2 separate regions of the Macaca mulatta genome follow, and region 2 is linked to region 1. The links are chromatin contacts, called in public Hi-C maps. All regions are on one chromosome and are shown on one strand. Each heading gives the region's core, a stretch centred on a gene start, on an enhancer-like site or on the middle of the called end of the contact. The rest is flanking DNA. Distances are from core to core; before and after follow the strand shown.

Evidence for each region. A called contact is a pair of places that touch in the nucleus more often than the background predicts.
Region 2: a contact with region 1 is called in a Hi-C map of cortical neurons, with 4 times the contacts expected there. The contact joins the promoter of PTAR1 here to the promoter of APBA1 in region 1. A contact is called at or near these places in 4 of 14 Hi-C or Micro-C datasets (cortical neurons, fetal cortex germinal zone, fetal cortical plate and 1 more).

The regions. Positions count from the first base shown.
Region 1 is chr15:100,684,100-100,690,795 of T2T-MMU8v2.0, forward strand. It overlaps APBA1 (amyloid beta precursor protein binding family A member 1), which reads right to left and starts at 3,826. Exons shown (of 12, transcript XM_015117867.3): 1 at 3,613-3,826.
Region 2 is chr15:100,766,424-100,773,622 of T2T-MMU8v2.0, forward strand. PTAR1 (protein prenyltransferase alpha subunit repeat containing 1) reads right to left here and starts at 4,959. Exons shown (of 8, transcript NM_001265943.1): 1 at 4,856-4,959. The coding sequence starts at 4,941.

The DNA.
Region 1 (6,696 bases), core at 2,576-5,075:
AAAATTATTGCCCCAAAGCACAGTTCTGATACTGTCAATCTTTCTCCTCACAAATCTTCTATAGCTCCCCAGTCCTTACTGAACAAAATCCACACTCCTTAGCTTGGCGTACAAGTTGCTCCACCACCTTGAACAAACCTCTCTTTCTTGCTTTATCCCTCATTACATCTCTTGGCATTCCTAGTGCTGCAGCCAAAGCACACCATTTTTTTGTTCCCTGTGTAGGCATACATCTTCCACTGCCAGGCCTGTGCTACGCTGTTCCTCCCCCAAGCATGCCCTTCCTTCTCTGCCAACCCAAATGCCACCTTAATCACAGCTCAAATGCTATATCCCATGTAACCTTCCCTGATTCTTCCATCAGAAGTCATTTTGTACCCTGTGAATTCCCACAGCCCTGCAGGAATACTGCTTTTTCAGCACTTAATCATTTTTTCACTATTTTTACAGTTAGTAACACATATTCCTCTTTTCTCCTTCTAGACCAAGATTCACCTCTGGGCAGGATCTAAGACTTAGCGTTCTTTGAATCTCCAACCCTCCTCAACATTCCCTGTCCCCTATACCCCTAGGTACAGTGGGTCTGAGACACAGGAGGCAAGATGTTTGCAAATTAACTATTGTAACCCAGAGAGTTAACTTCAGATTTCATTGCTTGAAATTCTCTCAGTTTTAGCAACAATTACTTCTTCTTTGTAGGGTAAAAGTCCTATCTCCCCAAGGTACTACATACAGTTAATTCCTTTTGGACCCAGAGGTCATTTTCAAATATCTCTTACTCCTAAGTCTTCTGAAACAAACAAACAATAACAACAACCAAAATGAAAACAAAAAACAAAACAAATAACAAAAAAAACCCTTAAGAGACTCAATAATGGTAGAGAAAAGCACTGATGCTATTTTAAGTGAAGGAAAGGCATCCATGCACAAAAAAATGGCTTGCTGCAGGCCACAGCAAAAGGTACAACCATTTACCAGAGCTGTCTCATGAACCTTATACCAGTCCAATCTTTAGAAAAGCCAGATATTGCATTTTTAAAACTATCAACCTGGGCAACGTAGCGAGACTCTATCTCTGAAAAAAATAAACAAATATCTGGGTGTGGTGCCATGTGCCTATTGTCCCAGTTATTCAGGAGGCTGAGGCAGGAGGATTGCTTGAGCCAGGAGTTTGAGGCTGCAGTGAGCTATGATCACACTACTGCACTCCAGCCTGGGCGACAGAGGAAGACCCTGTCTCAAAAAGATAAATAAAAATAAAAATGATCACGTTTATGTTAGAAAAGAAATCACTGATTCCTGAGTCATCGATTATGCTGCTGTGTAATTTCTCTTTCTCTAAACAGTGTATTTACCTGGTAATTCCTCATATTATTAAACGTTCTTGTAAGACATTTACATCCCTGGTCTTACTTGCAAATATAAAAGATGATGACTTTTTTTTTTTAAAACCAAAACCTCTTAGAATGGCTTTTAAATTCCATAAGTACTTTTCTCAGAAAGGGATTTGGCATAACAAATAAGAGAGTAAAGAACTAAGATTCAAAATTCATTTTTACAAATCTATCCTTAAATCTTGGATGAGAGCCAACAACCAACCTCATATTAAAATCTTAGAAGGCTTGACTTGAAGAACATGGGGAAATTTACTTTACATTGACAGCTTCAAGAACACCTAGTCTATACATCATTAAATAAGATATATGGGAATAAAAAAAGCATATGTGGATAGCCCTAGTTTTATTATTTTCAATGAAACAACGATATCGTGCAACCTTTGCCCATAAAAGAATGCAAAACAAAAATTTTAAAAAAGAAAAAGAAACCTCTGGTGCCAACATGTTGTATATTTACTTGTGTAGCCATGACTGCTACCGGCTTTTTGAAGAGAACCGTGCAGCCAGTTTGGATTCCGACAGCAATGCAGTAGAATTTAAGGTGTTATGACTAAAATATGTCCTAAACAGGTTAAGCTAGACATACAACATTTTAATACAGTAGTGTCGAGATACTCATTCCTGTGAATACCGCAGGAGAAATACAGGCGAGGAGGAATCACACTGCCCTGGATACACATGAATATGCCATCTCCCTGCCTATCTCTACCCAACCCTACACACACCTATCTTTACCACGCAGAGACAATTAAACAGCCATAGACTCGATGCATTTCTGTGTCCTTGTTCCCACTGGGTGAGGTATTGCCAGCCTGACATTTTTCCCAATTCCCTACTAGTGGGCTATATCAGGTAGGAAAGCAGGGACTTTACTGACCTGGGACCCCATCACTGTGGGTCTTGGGAGATTTCAGTTTCCAAATGATACACGGCACCACCTAGCTATTGTGACAGCTGGGAGAGTGGATGTCACCAGCAGTAGAAATAAAGTATCCTGTTTCCTGAGGAAAACGCCCTGGCTGTGCGACGCTGACCAGGTGGGCACCAAACACTTCTCCGTGTGATATTTTTCTTCTTTTTTAAAGACTGCCCCCCGCCCCGCCGCATCTCTCTATACGTACACACCTCCAGAGTTCATTCTAAAAGAACCAATACAAAGACCATCCATCCTCTAGCCATAAGGTTTTCAGTGCTTAAATGTGGAAGGAGAAGGTCTAGCTAGCATTGAAAGTTGTGGGGACAGGAAGAGGAATCTATCATTCAACACTATTCTCCTTCAGGTCAGACAAGAGAAAAACAATAGAAACTGCAGAGTCAGGGAGTACAAGACCCTTATGGAACAGGTGCTAAGCAGAGAAGTAGTATCAGAGGATGGAAGCCCCTTTCAAAACCGGGTACACCAGCAAGCCCAGAACGCGTAACGGTTATCCTATTTCCCTGCCATGTGCCTCAAAGCAACATGCTCACTTCCACATCCCCATGTAATGAGGCCAGAGGAAGGGGAAGCGAGAATCCCTACACTGGGCCATCCACACGCAGGAGCAGAACAGAGACTGTGCTCAGAGTTGCAGGGTCAAAATAACAAACACTGCCCCACAGTCTCAGCCGGTGACATCAAGTCAGGGCAGCGGCAGATCTCTGGGTTTGGGGCGCTGTTTGGGGAACGTGGATGCAACCAAACGCGTACACACACATACACAGAATTTTACAAACCCGCCCCTACCCCACTGCCTCCCTCCACACTTCACACACCAAGTGCATCCTGCCCACCTCACCGTTTCCATCATCACATTCTTTCTCCAGGAGAGTCAGCCGAGAGATGAGGGATCCTAGCGGGGATTCCTGGAAATGTCACCCCCCAACACCTCCGTCCGCCACCCCCATCCCCTCTGCTATACCTTTTACACACACACTCTCACACACTCACTCCTGCCATGACTGTCATCAGGCCCGCCTGCTGCGCCCGAAGCCTGGCATCTGAGCGGGCACCGGACCCCAGCCGTCTCGCCCGCAACGCCGCCTTACCCCGCCTCGCTGGCTGATGGTTCCAGGCACTGCCCCCTGGATGTCGCCTGCTGCCCCCGCTCCTCCGCACTATTGTTCCAGGCAGCCCCTCTCGCGTCCGGGGGCGCCCTTTGGCTAGGACCCGGGCTCAGTCGGGGGCCGCATCAGCGCCGGGCACCCCTTCTCACCCACCCCTCCCTGGCTGTGGTACCTTGCCTGACAGCTGGGTCCGCGGGCCCGCGGGAGCAGGCGGCGCTAGTGACAGCGCTGGTGCCAAGCCTGGGAATAAAGCTCCGCTCCAGCCGCTGCTACCTCCAGCGCCACCATCTTCTCCCGCCGCAGCCGCCGCCGCCGCCGCCGCCGGGACCGCAGCCGCCCTCGCCCAGCTCCGGCTCTGCAGCCGCCGCTCGGAACCCTCCGGTCTCGCGGCCCCACCCCCTTTCCCCACCCTCCCTCCCGCCCTCCAGCTCTCTAGCTCTCCCCTCGTGACGCGCGCCGGGGCCGGGCGGGCCTGCGAGGGAGGGCGCGGGGGAGCGCGCGCGCGCACGCCGCCTGCTAGTAGCGCCCCTGCCTCCCACGCCCACTCGCGTGCACGCGCGGCCCGCGAGCCCGAGGCGGCGGCGCCGCCGGCGTCCTCCGTGGGCAGCTGGCCGCAGCTCCCCTGCCTCGGCGCCGGTGGGCGTGCGGGACACCGGCGCCTCTCGCCTCCCCTCGCGTCCGGGTTTCGAAGGGCCCGCCCTGCCTGTGTTCCACAGCCCTATCCTCTGGTTCCCGGCCAGACGCACGGAGGGGAAAATGCGGCTGCATCCCCGAGGGGACTGACGGGGACCTCCACCCTCCTCGGTGGCAAACCAAGGGGTCCCCAGTTTCCTAGCCAGGAGCTGTGGCCAACCTCTCTGCGAAGCAACGGGCCACGCTGCAGGACCACGAAGCCAGGCAGCTGGGTCGACTCCTGCAGGGTGTTCTCTCGTGAGTGACTCCCGAGCTTTCCCGCTTCCCAGGCCCCTTAGATACCGCCTGCGCTTCAAATCCGGAGATTGACGGCGTCTCCGGAATGCGCCGCAGTGCTGCGAGTTCCCCGCCAGGGGGAGAGCCGCGCGGGTTTGGGCCTGAGCGAAGCGGGCCGGGCTGCAGTTCTCCAGGGAAACTGCCCAGTCCGGCCAGGGACAGCGGAGAGCCTGCGGATTGTGAAGCCGGGGAAGGCTCGGCTTGGTTTTCCTACCCGCTCCTCAGTTCTGGTTGATCGGAACTTAAGAGTGTCTTTGAGCCTAGCATAGGCTATCCGCCCTAGATATGGCTCCTAGCTCGAGAGGCCACCCTTTGCAGCAGGGACCAGGTGGCAGGTGCTGTGTATTAATGAAAAGCTGTGGGCTAGACAGGCCCCGAGAGGCCTGGGCTCTGGCGCTAGCCCCACCTGTAATTAGCAATGCAATAACTAAATCATTCCCCGTCTTAGAAACACAGATTTTTCATAATAATGTTATAACGCACAAAGCCTAGTAGTTTGCAAAGCCCTCTCCAGACATATATTCTCCTCCAGTAAAATGAGGATAAGCGCTGGTTATCCAGATCCCTTGGGAAATGCATCTTTTACCACACCATGTTTCCATAGTATTTTAAGCACAATGTCTCCAGAGAAGTCTGGGGGTGTAGCCTAAAGCATTCTGAAAGTCTTGTTTTAGCTTTAATATTCGTATGAATTCTGCATTGTACTTCGTAATTTTTTTTCTTTAATAAAACAGCTACCTTCTCAAAAAGATCTTTTAGTAAAATTTAAGATTATATACTAGGAAGATGTATGCTTGTCCTGTGACATTACTCTTTTTTTTTTTCCAGTGAATACTTATTTGGCATATGTACGGGCCAGATATAGTCCTTTTCCACCAGAGCTCACAGTAGGCTGAAGGAAATAGGTATTCAACTATTAGACTGGCCAGGCACAGGGACTCACGCCTGTAATCCCAGCACTTTGGGAGGCCGAGTACGGCAGATCACTTGAGGCCAAAAGTTTGAGATCAGCCTGGTCAACATGGCGAAACCCTGTCTCTACTAAAAATACAAAAATTAGCCGGGCGTGGTGGTGCACGCCTGTAATCCCAGCTGCTGGGGAAGCTGAGGCATGAGAATCGCTTAAACCGGGAGGTGGAGGTTGCAGTGAGCCGAGATCGCGCTACTGCACTCCAGCCTTGGCGTCTCAAAAAACAAACAAACAAATAAAACAATCAGACAAAGTGCAACTGTGATAAATTCTCAACTGCAAAGGCGCTAAGGTGCACGGGAAAATCTAATGTAGACTCCAGGACTAGGTAAGGCTTTCTAAGGAAACGACATTTCAGATCCCCCAGGAGAGGCAGCAGTGAGACACTTCCAGGTAAAGGGAAGGAAATGTCAAAAGGCCCAAGCAGGTGGGGCGGAAGTGAGATGAAGCTGGAGAGGCAGGCAGCAATCAGAACCTCAGGAGACCTTGTGGACCGTTTTTAAATAATAATTTTGTCTTATGAGCCTGGAAAGTCAATGAAGGGTTGCCAAGATTTGGGAGCAGGCAAGCAGGATTACATTTCAGTTCCTGAAAGATCGCTGAGGTGGCTTGTGAGGAATTGATTCGTGGAGGGTCAGGATCCAGGGCCGAGGGAGTCTGAGCTTATCCTACTTAGTGAGTGTTTAGAGTTTTCTGTTTTTGCGCTAACTGCTCTTTTGATTGTTTTTAGTTCTTGCCTCTGCTCTCCTGTGTACTCATCTAGGAGGCTTTCAGAGTGCTTCTCTGTAATGGTTTTTGTTTTGTTACTTTTAATCCACTGCGGTTTTAGGAAGGAAATTAACTTTGTTAGAATTTCAGGTTAAATAAGAGAATATAGGTTCTGAGTGAGAGGCTCTTTTCTGTGCATACACTTACTGCTGTTTGGTTTGCTATCTCAGAGATCTTTCTGCTTATCTTCTACTTTTTGTGTTGTGTTTCCAGTTAGACTAGGTTCTTAGATAAATGAATGAGGGTTACATTATTGCTTTAATAATATCCTCGAATCTTACCTCACAGGATTTTTGTGTAAAGAAAGTATGTGAAATTTCTCTGCAAAGTATTACGTGCCATATAAAGAAAGGTAATCATTGTTAGTTATAATGGTAGCCCAGAGACCTCCAAAACTAATTATGTACCAAATGTTCATATGTGGAAATTTCCCTCCCTCCCCCACCCCTATGAAAAACACATATTCCTATTTCTTCCAGATAGCATGAATCATTGTCTTAAGTGCTATTGTTACTTTTGCCTTGGCTGTCAGGAAACTCAAAGCCAAAT
Region 2 (7,199 bases), core at 3,709-6,208, 83 kb after region 1:
CATTAAATATTTTCCCACATAATCAATTTTGATATTTTTAATGGTTGCAATGAATGTGCTATAAATATCAAACATATCTCTAGTTATTTCTTTACAAAATAGTCTTATGAGAGCAATGTTTGCACTCTTTCACTACCAATAAATTTCACTCTTTTACATTGTGAGGTTTCTGGCCATTTATATTCCTAGTATTTAACAAGGTATTCGATTACCTGCATAACTAAGAAGATCGTAGGATTTTTAAAGATATAATGGTTTGGGACGGCAATCAAGTTCTAATGGTACTCACTTTTTAGGTTACCTTCATCACAGGCTGCTCCAAAGGCAGAGCAATGTGGAATAAACCAGCACATTTACTTAAGATCACACTATGATACATCTCTCTGAGTGCCTCACATCACAACCGGGATCCATTCACTGGCTTCCAGATGATGTTCACAGTTCATGTAACACTGATACTGACTTTGTTCCTCATGTTTAGATAGCTTGTCCTATCTATACTTCTCAGAAACACCACCAACTAGAATACAGCCACTTATCCACAAAAGTTGTATCAACCGGCTTACCTTCTGGGAGAGATGGATGGTACCCAAATACTAAAACTGAATCCTGTAATGTGGAGCAACCAAACAGAAAACAGTCCAAGGATTCAGGAAATGGTAAAAACATTTTAAATCTAAACAGTAGTTATTTTGGTTTTGTTCTGCTCCCACCCCCCAAAAGAAATGGAATTCTTTCCAGCATGACCAAAAAGGAAAGCTAGTAAAACATCTAAATGAACTGACCCTTGCATATTGATAATTAAAATTCTCCTGGTGATTTAGATACTTCAGAAACCTTATCGGCTTTCTCATTAATTCCAAAGATTATCAACTTAATGTTTCACTGAAATTGTATTACTGACCTTATTTAGAAAAAGCTACACAAATTACTACTGTTTATTGTTTGTTATTTGCCATGCACGGTTAGGTTTTACATATACTATTTTATTCTGCACAATAATCTCATAAAGTAGGAATTCTGATCCCATTTTACAGATGAAGAGTCTTGTCTGTCTACTCAGTTAATAAATGACAAGCAAAGATTCAAATCCAGTTTGACAGCTTAGACTGTCACACTCTAAACTCAAATTTTTACACTATACTACACTATTATTTAAATAAATAAAAATCAGATACAAGAAGCCCAGTAGACTCTGGCTTTCTATTCTTCAGTTCACCTTGCAGACAATCTAAAACTGCCTTTCATTATTCTTTATTAAATAATGTTCACTGGTGCCTACCCATTGCCTTAGAAGTGTGCATCCATGAGCCAGCTTTTCTTCACCCCTCATGTCTCATTCAGTTTAAATGCTATTGCCTCAGAAAGAACTATCTTGACCTCATACTCTAAATTAGGCCTCCATGTTGTTAATCTAAGTACCCTTCTTACTTTTTCTGACTCTTTTCATAATCTGTATGTTGACTGCTTAACATCCCATTAGGACAGGGACCATGTCTGGTTTGTTCATTAAGCCACCCAGCTTTGAACCCTGTATACCCAGAGACCAGCATTGTGCCTGTCAAACAGACACAATGATTCTGTAATCTTTTGCAGAATGTATAAATGGAATGAAAGAAATTAAATGAGAGTCAAGGATTTCCATAATCTGGCCCTACTGTACCTTCTCAGTCACAGTTTGCTTAAGTCAATTCACTGTTCCCTATGGAGGTCTCTGGCTCCCGCTGAGACTACAAATCCTACCCAGACTTTAATATTCGGCTTAAAACCCATTTCCACTTAGAGCCCTATCCCAGACATAACCAGCCTCCTCTCCACTTCTATTAGACTCCTATAGCACTTGCTCACCATGCTGCTATCCAGCTTTTATTATAAACTACTTTGGAGTGTTAATTTACTATTCATGCAGTTGGTCTTAGGTCTCATCTACACCTGCACTACACATCACAGTAGTCACTGGGCACATGGAGCCACTACATACAAATCAATTTAAATTACATAAAATTTAAAATTTGGTTCCTGTCCATATTAGGGACATTTCAATTGCTCAATAGCTACCATGGCTAGTGGCTACCATAGGGAACAGCACAAACATAGAAAATTTCCACCATTACATAAATTTCTGTTAGTGCCTTGGGTTCAAGAACTGTATTTTAAACTTGTTTCACATAGTAAAGATGGTACCCACAACACCTCATAAACAGGGAGAGTTCAATATTTAATAGAAAAAACAGTAACTTGCTGAATAAGATAATTTTAACATGACTATTTACATTGTAAACTGTTGTCTTCTACACTAGCACAGGGTCCATACACTAAGTTAAAGACTATCCCTAGGTCAAGTTTACCGTTTTAGAGAATCCGATATGATTATCTAAGAGTCAACCATAAAAACAGCATTTATATAGTATTATCCAGTTTATAAAGTGCTTCATATTCACCAATTATTTGGCCAATATATTTTTGGTGAGGAACAGAGATTCAGGGAAGGTCTAATATTTATTGAGTGGCAACTAAGTACCACTGTGTGAGGTGATTTTCCTGTGTTCTCATCAGCCTCACAAGATCAAGAGGACACTGAGGCTGAGAAGGTACCTATTCACATCATACAGTAACAACACCCATATCTCACCACTGCATCCTCAACTCCTTCTGGCTAAATATTTCTACATAAACAAACAGTGTATTTAATGAAGTAGATGTTGGCTAATAAAATTACAACCGACCTTAAGTTTGGAGAAGGAAACTTTTATAATACTGAATGTGTAATTAGATACAGTAAAGTTAGATACAAATGTCACAGATAAACAATGCTTTTTTTTAAAAAAGAAAAGAAACACAGCCTCTTTATTTTGGGAGTAAATGGGCTAAATTAAGGGAAGAAAGTGCAGGCAATTTTCAAAAACCCAAATTATAAAGCACTTAAAAAGATGCATAGTAATATTATTGAAAATAGTTTTACTGTGGGGAATATGTACTCAAATATAGCTGATGACTAGTATTAAACAGTGAGGTAAGCTATTCAAATGTTTAAGATCCATATTACAAATCATTTCATTATTCCGAATATCCAACTTATCTCAAAGTTTTAAATCTCGAATGAGCCAAACCCTTATTACTAATAAATTATACATTGAGAATATATTGATGAGGTTTCACAGTAGAAAAAGGATTAGGGAGGGGCATTAAAGTCCTTTAAGAGTTTCCGTAAATGTGATCCACAAGAACTGGGACGTGTTCCAAACTGCACTGTTAAACTGCCAAGCCAATGAACATTCAATCTTGGTTTCTTCAAATATAATGATGCTCTTTTAGTCTACCTCAAAGAAGAGAACATAAGATGATTACGATATTTTTTATTAGACTTCTAATCTCTGCTGTAATTTCTTCTAGAAAAATAATACCAGTGATGAGAAAATACACTCTTGATTTGTCCAACTTTTTTTTTTTTTTTTTTTTTTTTGAGGTTGTCTCTTACTTGCACTAAGGCTCCCATTCTCAAAAAGAAATCGAAAGACTGATATACAGCAAGGCATCAAAGCATTCTTTAGAAGGCTCAGCAACCACTATGGATACTGCCAGGAAATCATTCCAAACACTCTCATTTTGAAAAAGGCAGCAGTCATAAGGGGGAGGGAAGTGGATGCTGTCAGAGGTGGCAGGTGTGTTTTGAGGCCAGCAGTGTTTTGTTTTTAATGTGGCACAGTTGCACGTCTCCAATTCTGTGCCACAAGGGAGCAAACATCCGAGAGCTTCTTAACTCTTTTACAATCATCTCCTTGGAGGAAAAGAACACTTTGGTAAGATACAAGTTTGGCAACTTTTTTAGGCAGAAAAGCTGAACCTGTTAGAATACTTAAAAAAAAAAAAAATTGAGTTCCAGTCTAAAGAATAAAAGTAAAAATAAACTCCAAAAACAACTAAAGTGAAAAGAATGCAGAACTGAATGCCATGTTTCTTTTCTTTGAGGAGGAAGAGGTATGGGAAAGGAGGTACACTGTTGCTTCTTCCCTACACCTTTGTATAATGGAGATCTCTCTCTCTAATAGTTTTCTTTTCACTTGTTACACAAAAGCAAAGTGTTACAAAAAGTAGACTCTTGTGGTATCTTCCAAGAGTACTTCAAGTAAAGCGGAAGAGATACATGTGTCAGTTCTGCAGTGTCCCGTTAAAGAGGGCAGCAGTGCTGGGATAAAAATGAGTTAACATGCTCCTTGTAACTATGAATCCGCTTATGCTAAAAAGTATCGAGGTTTCATTTGCATCATCCCAGACTCCACACCGCGCCCACAGAAGCTTCTCTTGAGAATGCTCCGTTCACCTTCAAAACACAATGTTTTATCGGAGTCAATTTACAATTTTGTGGCAAGTAAGGCGAAAGTCAAAAGCAGCCTCAAACCACCTTTAGTTAGTAAACTGAGGGGTTTAGGGCTCATTAAGACTAAGACGATCGGTTACCCCCTTGCCAATGACCGGGATGAATCTCAAGAGTTGTGTTTACAAGGTATGCACAGACCCACATTGTTGCGTGCGCCCGTGTACCTTAAACAGAGGAAGGATGTGGACCTACGGGGGAAGTCTTTGGAGTTTCGTGAACTCCTATGAAAAGGTGGGAAGGGAGAGAGAAAGTCGTTCCGTTTCGATTTTTCGAGGTCACTTCTAGGGACTCGTCCGCCAGCGCGTCCCGGTAGCGGAAAGCCCGGCCAGCGGCGCCCGACGCGGCTCTGCCTCCTCCCTAGAAGGGCGCGTGGGCCAGGACCCGTGGTCAGCCCGCCGCCCGAGGTCGGGTGGACGCTTGGCCCCGCCCCCGCCCGCTCCCGACGACCCTCGGAGGTGGCGGAGGCGCGCGACTCACATGTGCGGGTTCCTCCTGAAGGCGTTAGTGATGTCCTTCACTACCCGCTGCACCAGCACCGCCACTTCCTCGCTGGTCTCGGCCATGTTGGCGGCGGCCGCGACTGTTCGGGCGCGCCTCCGCGTGAGCCTGGCCGCCAGCAGGAGTTCCGCGGAGAGCGCGCGCGCGGGTGCGCCGGCTAGGCCGCGCCCCCGTCGCCGCAGCCGCCGCCGAGCACTTCCGGGTCAGCCTGTCGGCGGCCTGGGCGTGGCGTTAGGTAGAGCTGGTGGCCTCCCAGTGAGTGGAGGGGTTCGCCTCCGCGCGAGTAACGGACTTTCAAAGCGTCAGAGAAGATGCTGCACGTGTGTTTGCAAAGTTCTCTCAGGCCGCCGATTTTCTTATTTTAATTTTTAGGCCACTCGGGACCGAGGAGAAAGGGAACCTCAAGACACACTCCACGAGAGTCAGACACCTGCCTGAACACCCCTGGCCAGGTCCGCGGGCACTCTTGAAGGAATGTTCAACTGAGGGTGCAGGGCCTCTTAACAGTTAGTCTAGTCCTGGGCGTTTTTCAGAGCTTGTCCGCTTTATTTTCCCAGCCAGAGAGATGAAGAGGTCCAGAGGCGTTGCGGCGGAGCGAGTCCCTATTTGACCGCATTGGTGACCTCCTTTCTAACTGTGCCAATTTTGGTCTCTGAACCTGAAAGCAGCCCTTTTTAAAAACATTAATTAAAATTCTTAAATTTATTAAAGGAAGACAAAGGAAAGTGAAGGAAAAGTTATTTGCCATCTGGATGTAGGAAGTAGAAATGAAATCGTTTTTAAATTTTTCGATTTCATTTTCTACTACATTTGGTAGCCTTTGCGTCAATTTTGGAATTTAAAAAAAAGTATCAAGACTCTGACAGGGTTTGCTCATAACAGCAAAAATAAATTTTTGTAGGAAAAACGAGCTTTCTAGTTTATTTAGGATTTTGAAATGCCATAACTAAAATTTGTGTGTATCCGGTTTTCTTTTGCTCCTCTGTGGTAGAAAAATCTGGCTGCCTTTAGTTCAGTTTTATTCTTCCACCCGTGAAATCTGCATCTTTGGCCGGGTGCGGTGGCTCACGCCTGTAATCCCAGCACTTTGGGAGGCCATGGCGGGCGGATCACGAGGTCAGGAGATCGAGACCATCCTGGTTAACACGGTGAAACCCCGTCTCTACTAAAAATACAAAAAAAAAAAAAAAAAAAAAAAAAAAATTGGCTGGGCGCGGTGGCTCAAGCCTGTAATCCCAACACTTTGGGAGGCCGAGACGGGCGGATCACGAGGTCAGGAGATCGAGACCATCCTGGCTAACACGGTGAAACCCCGTCTCTACTAAAAATACAAAAACTTAGCCGGGCGAGGTGGCAGGCGCCTGTAGTCCCAGCTACTCGGGAGGCTGAGGCAGGAGAATGGCGTGAACCCGGGAGGCGGAGCTTGCAGTGAGCTGAGATCCGGCCACTGCACTCCAGCCTGGGTGACAGAGCGAGACTCCGTCTCAAAAAAAAAAAAAAAAAAAAAAAAAAAAAAAAAAATTAGCCAGGCGTGGCGGGCGCCTGTAGTCCCAGCTACTCGGGAGGCTGAGGCAGGAGAATGGCATGAACCCGGGAGGCGGAGCTTGCAGTGAGCCAAGATCGCGCCACTGCACTCTAGTCTGGGGGACAGAGCGAGACTCCGTCTTAAAAAAACCAAGAGAAAAAAAAAGAAATCTGTATCTTAAAAAACTTAAAAAAAAAAAAAAAAAAAAGAACAAGTTCATGGTGTGTTTAATGTGAACATATGCGGAGCATTTGTGGTCGTTTTTATGATTGTAAAACTAAAAACTATCCATTGCATGTAAAGTGAATGAGAAATATAAACGAAAAATATAAATTTACTATACTCAGTGGTCAGTATTTCCTGTGGGTATGTTTATAAAGGCTGAACTTGGCCTTCTAGTTGCAAAAGAAGTGAGATAGGATCAGGCGCAGTGGCTCACACCTGTAATCCCAGCACTTTGGGAGGCAGAGGCGGGAGGATCACGAGATCAGGAGATCGAGACCATCCTGGCCAAGACAGTGAAACCCCGTCTCTGCTAAAAATACAAAATTAGCTGGGCATGGTGGCACATGCTTGTAATCCTAGCTACTTGGGAGGCTGAGGCAGGAGAAGCGCTTGAACCCGGAAGGAGGAGGTTGCAGTAAGTGGTGATCGCACCACTGCACTCCAGCCTGGCAACAGAGCAAGACTCCATCTTAAAAAAAAAGAAAAAAAAAAGGAGATAGAAGTTTCACAAAATTGTAGCCAGTGAGGTGGGACAGATTTAAGAATTAGTAAAATCGGCCAGGCACGGTGTCT